Regions from separate parts of the Macaca mulatta genome. Here region 2 is linked to region 1. A link is a contact called in public Hi-C data. All regions are on one chromosome and are shown on one strand. Each heading gives the region's core, a stretch centred on a gene start, on an enhancer-like site or on the middle of the called end of the contact. The rest is flanking DNA. Distances are from core to core; before and after follow the strand shown. Region 1 holds the start of SRGN (serglycin). Region 2 holds the start of KIFBP (kinesin family binding protein).

The links. Hi-C and Micro-C count contacts between places; a contact is called where the count stands out from the background.
Region 2: a Hi-C map of blood shows a contact between it and region 1, with 2.6 times the contacts expected there. The contact joins the promoter of KIFBP here to the promoter of SRGN in region 1. A contact is called at or near these places in 3 of 14 Hi-C or Micro-C datasets (blood and fibroblasts).

What each region holds. Positions count from the first base shown.
Region 1 is chr9:80,555,481-80,558,261 of T2T-MMU8v2.0, reverse strand. SRGN (serglycin) reads left to right here and starts at 1,442. Exons shown (of 3, transcript NM_001261094.2): 1 at 1,442-1,555. The coding sequence starts at 1,477.
Region 2 is chr9:80,649,486-80,652,557 of T2T-MMU8v2.0, reverse strand. It overlaps KIFBP (kinesin family binding protein), which reads left to right and starts at 1,341. Exons shown (of 8, transcript XM_077946678.1): 1 at 1,341-1,800. The coding sequence starts at 1,375.

The DNA.
Region 1 (2,781 bases), core at 193-2,692:
AAGGGCGAGGATGAGAATAGAGAGTGGGGCATGTGCATTAAGCCGTCTGGGGTAGTGGTAGGGATAGACATGTTGAAATGGAGAGTGTTCGAATCTTGAAAGGAAGTAAGGAAAATGTATACGCCACAAGGGCAAGGATGTATGATAGGCTTGTATTTATTGTATAACTTTATTTTATTATATTATTTTTATTTTTTTGAAATGGAATCTCTTTCTGTCACCCAGGCTGGAGTGCAATGGCACGATCTCAACTCACTGCAACCTCTGCCTCCCAGGTTCAAGTAATTCTCCTACCCCTGCCTCCCGAGTAGCTGGGACTACAGGCGCCCGCCACCACGCCTGGCTAATTTTTTGTATTTTTAGTAGAGACAGGGTTTCACCGTGTTAGCCAGGATGGTCTTGATCTCCTGACCTCGTGATCCACCTGCCTCGGCCTCCCAAAGTGCTGGGATTACAGGCGTGGACCACAGCACCTGACCTTTATTGTATAACTTTAATATAGAGCCTTAGTCCTCCAGAAATCTGCATGATGCCCAGGGAAAATGCTGTTCCTTTATCTACATGAGGCAGAGGTTTGTGTTGTTTGCTGAGGTCCAGCAGCTCGCTGTGAGTACAATCTCTCCCTCGTTCCTGATTTCTGGCTTATTCAAGCCCAGAGGACCCAAAACTCAAGTTGAAAGTTTTGACTAGGAGAACAGATAAAAGTAGAAATGGAATCCAATCATAAGAAATGCTCAGTGTGAAGGAGAGAGGAATGCAAAAGAATTTTTCTGTTTTACCATGGTCTTTGTAACTGAAAATCGTACGTTCTTGAGATAGAGAGCCGATGATCCAATGCAAGAAACTGAGTTTAAGAAGAAACTTCATCTGAAATCCGACAACTCATTCTTGAAGGTTAGAGCTCAGCTTTGAAGTTTCACTTCATGAGCTTGGCTCAGTGAGATATGCTACTCCCCGGTGAAAAATAAAATGAAGATAATGTTTTATGTTGAAAGTGCTCGGTGATGAAAAGGCAGCACCTAGCTCCCTTATCTCATCAAAAATGCAGCAGATTCTCAATATTAGCAATCTCGTGTTTAGATTGTTACCTGAGGTGAAACCCTGTCTCTACTAAAAATACCTAAGGAAAGGAAAAACAAACTGTCCCAAATGCTGATTCTACTGTTTCAGTAGGGAAAAAAAATTTCTGGCAGGCAAGTGGCAAACAACAAAACTTTTGAAAAAGCAGGCCTGGGGGGAGTCCAGTACAGTTTCATAATGGGTATGAATAGTTATTTTACTGTGTTTCCCCCCCCCGCCCAACTTTCTTTCTGGGTTTTGATGTGGATCTCTTTCTATTTGTTCAGGAAATTGTGACGTGTGTTCTGGGCAGGGTTTGAGGTTTTGGAACCTTTTCTAAAAGGGACAGAGAGCACCCTGCTACATTTCCTAATCAAGAAGTTGGCGTGCAGCCGGGAGAGCTGGAGTGAGTTGGTCATGATGCAGAAGCTACTCAAATGCAGTCGGCTCGTCCTGGCTCTTGCCCTCATCCTGGTTCTGGAATCCTCAGTTCAAGGTAAGACTCAGGAGTCTTGTTCCCCAGCCATCTTCTCTGTAAGCCCCATAGTCCATACAAGTCATTAGATTCATTTTAAGGCATAGAATGTATAATAAATATTATGGGAAAGGAGGCAAAGAAGAAGGATTTGGGGTCGCCGAACCCTTTAATATAAGTTCAGTTAAGTTTGGTACCAAGAAAAATTAAACTCGGCGGCCTGTGCATTCTTGTAAACTCTTACAATGATTGAAATGTGCTATTTTGGGATGAAAATGTGAGGTTTATACATTTTAAAAAGCTCAAGGAATCCAGAAAATGACTCCTGTGTGTGTTGCATGGAGGAGATGGCACCTTTGAGTGTTTGGGGGTTTCTGCCTACCCCTCAGTGTCTACATCAGCCCCAAGTTCTAGTGCGCTGTGACGGTGTCATCGTTATTTTAATACTGGGAGATGTTATATTCCAATTGGGGTGAATCTGACTGTGTGTATTTTTTCTTCTTCTTTTTTTTTTTTTAAGATAAATTTGGTTCTTACTGAAAACTCAATTATGGTTAGACATAGTTAATGTAAACCCTCTCAGATTTTAGAGAGAAGGCCAAATAATTTGGTATTTATACTGTTGCTCAGAGAAACATCATATTCAGAAATATCTTCCTACGTTTATCTATCATTTAGTGTTGTTTAGTCAGACTCTGAAACAACTTAAAACCTCTAATGACTGAGACAATGAAAATGATAGGCTTGTAAGAAAAATACCATTTGTTCTTCTTTGGTAAATAAGGAATCATGTCTAAATAAGACAGAGATCATGGCTCGATAGAGAGATGGCTGAGCTTATAGTCGAAAAACATTAGGTTAGGCCAAATGGTAAGGGAAATGTTGAGTCACAATGACACACATTTTCTAGATTTGTTTCGTCAAAGCGACTTTTGGTTGTCATGATCTTGCTTCCGGTGGAGATGAAATCTTACAGATGATCGCAGAGACATTCATTTTATGTTAGAAATTTATAAAATAATTTTCTTCTAGTTATGCTAATACTGAAAAAAGAGGAAGTAATGTTTCTGGAACTTTATTAATCTATGTATTTTAAAAATATAAAACGTTGTCAGTTTTAGGGAACAGGCTTCCCTGGGATATTTTGGGGAATATCTTCAGCTTGATGAAGTAATTCCCAAATAACCATGTGGTCTGACAAGATCGAGAGTAATGAGTTCCATACTTTAGTACAGTCTTGAGTGGCT
Region 2 (3,072 bases), core at 92-2,591, 94 kb before region 1:
AAGGCATGAGGTGGCTTTCACAGCTGTGGGACTTAGCTCTTGTTACCTTGGGCAGTTGTACAGATTCCTACAACCTGTATTTCAGGGTTGAAGTGAAAGTATTTGACTATCACTGAGTGTTTTGTGTATTTATGGCTCTCGATCAAGATATTATATGTTGATAATAATCAGCTCTCGGCTACATTTCAATCTTTTTTTTTCTTTTAGTTTACTTTAAATTCTGGGATATATGTGCAGAACGTGCAGGTTTGTTACATAGGTATACATGTGCCATGGTGGTTTGCTGCACCTATCAACCTGTCATCTAGGTTTTACGCCCGCATGCATTAGGTATTTGTTGTATTTTTTTTTTTTTTTTTTTGAGACGGAGTCTCGCTCTGTTGCCCAGGCTGGAGTGCAGTGGCCGGATCTCAGCTCACTGCAAGCTCCGCCTCCCGGGTTCCCGCCATTCTCCTGCCTCAGCCTCCCAAGTAGCTGGGACTACAGGCGCCCGCCACCTCGCCCGGCTAGTTTTTTGTATTTTTTAGTAGAGACGGGGTTTCACCGTGTTAGCCAGGATGGTCTCGATCTCCTAACCTCGTGATCCGCCCGTCTCGGCCTCCCAAAGTGCTGGGATTACAGGCTTGAGCCACCGCGCCCGGCCAGGTATTTGTTCTAATACTCGTGTTTTCTTTTTTTCTGAGGCAGTCTCGCTCACTGTAACTTCCACCTCTTGGACTCAAGCGATCCTTCCACCTCACGCTCCGTGGTAGCTGGAACTACAGCCGCGCGCCACCACACCCGGCTAATTTTTTTAAAAAATTATTGTAGAGATGGGTCTTGCTATGTTGCCCACTCCAGTAGGCATCCCAAAATGTTACTGGCATTGCAAAATGTTGGGATTACAGATGTGAGCCGCCACGCCTGTCCTTTTTTAAAAAAGAAAGTTTTATCCAGTGACAGGCTGGGGTATATACACTTAATGTCTAAAGGTTTTTGCCTTTCAGTTCATATCAACGCGAGTAGAGTTAGCTAGCTATGTTTGTAAAAAATATTTCGGCATGCTTCGTTAAAGTAAGCTCATATTAAACATTTATATAAATCCATCCTCACAGGGTCAATCTAGAGATAAACTCTCCGCTGCAGGGGGCGGGGAAGGAGGCGGGAACACCCTCATTGACAACTTTATTTCCATGAGAATGGTTGTTGTGGTGATTGCTACGTCTTCCCATTGGCCACTGCCGAGCGTATTGCGGTTCTCCGGACGGGTTTTATTGGTTCTCGTTCCATAGCGGCCGCAACGTGCCGAGAGCCGTAAGTAAAGTGTCGCAAAGCAGAAGGAAGGCGGGAGTCCCGACTGCAAACATTGAGGAAAGCCAGGCAGTAGAGGCCGCTATGGCGAACGTTCCGTGGGCAGAGGTCTGCGAGAAATTCCAGGCGGCGCTGACCCTGTCGCGGGTGGAACTGCAAAAAAATCCGGAGAAGGAACCGTACAAGTCCAAATACAGCGCCCGGGCCCTGCTGGAAGAGGTCAAGGCGCTGCTCGGCCCCGCGCCTGAGGACGAGGATGAGCGGCCTGAGGCCGAGGACGGCCCGGGTGCTGGTGACCACGCCCTGGGGCTGCCGGCTGAGGTGGTGGAGCCCGAGGGGCCCGTGGCCCAGCGGGCGGTGAGGCTGGCGGTCATTGAGTTCCACCTCGGGGTGAACCACATCGACACGGAGGAGCTGTCGGCGGGGGAGGAGCACCTGGTGAAATGCCTGCGGCTGCTGCGCCGGTACCGACTCTCGCACGACTGCATCTCCCTCTACATCCAGGCGCAGGTGAGAGCGAGCCCGGCAGGCCGGCCCCTGTCGACGAATGGCGAGGGATGGGGAGGAGCCCCTGCCAAGGCCAAGGGCAGAAGTTCTAAGGCGCAATTCGTCCCCACGTTTTTGAAGCTCTGGACTGAGTCCCAGAGAGCGTCTGTGGTCTTCAAAAAAGCCAGTCTTAAGGACGTATTGCCTTGTAACTAGATCTCCCACAGTCGTCCCCAGACTCCCTGTCCACCCTCGTCGCCCACTCCAGCATCGCTTGCTGCTGCTTCACTTAGTCGTGGCGATGCATTGGTGTCCGAGACCCTCCTACATCGTCATGCGCTTTCCTCTCCACCAGTCCAACTCCTGTTCATTCTGTTAAGAAAATCCAAAGTAATTTAAATCTTAACGTCTCAAGGAAATGATAATGACCGGAGTACATTCTTTTTTGGTTTTGTTTTTGTCTTTTTCTTGGAGATAGGGTTCTTACTGTGTCGCCCAGGTTGGAGTTAAGTGGCACCATCATAGCGCACTGCAGCTTCCACCTCTTGGGCTCAAGCAGTCCTCCTGCCTCAGCCTTCATAGTAGCTGGGACCACAGGCACATGCCACCATTCTTGGTAATTTTTAAAATTTTCTGTAGAGATGGGGGTCTCACTATATTGCCCAGGCTGGTCTTGAACTCCTGGACTCAAGTGATCCTTCTGGCTCGGCTTCCCAAAGTGCTGGGATTACAGGCCTGAGCCGCTGTGCCTGGCTCGTAATACATTCTTAATTCAAAATAATGTGTCCAAAATCTTCAGTTTCCTTTCTTACCAAATTCATTTGTTTGCATCTTAGGGAATTCTTTCCCATTCTTGAAAACCTATCTCAAGAATCACTTCCTTTAGTATTAATAACTTTCTTGGGACCATTTTGAGCCAAACTGATCTCTCCTTCCTACCTTTGAATTCTTATAATACTTTTTGTATATACCATTTATATGGTACTTGATTTATTAAATAAATCTGGGCAGGGCACAGTGGTTCCCATCTGTAATCCCAGCATTTTGGGAGGCCGAAGTGGGAGGATGGCATGAGGTCAGGAGTTCAAGACCAGCCTGGGCAACAAAGTGAGACTCTGTCTCTAAAAAAAAAAAAGCAGGCCGGGCGCGGTGGCTCAAGCCTGTAATCCCAGCACTTTGGGAGGCCGAGACGGGCGGATCACGAGGTTAGGAGATCGAGACCATCCTGGCTAACACGGTGAAACCCCGTCTCTACTAAAAAATACAAAAAACTAGCCGGGCGAGGTGGCGGGCGCC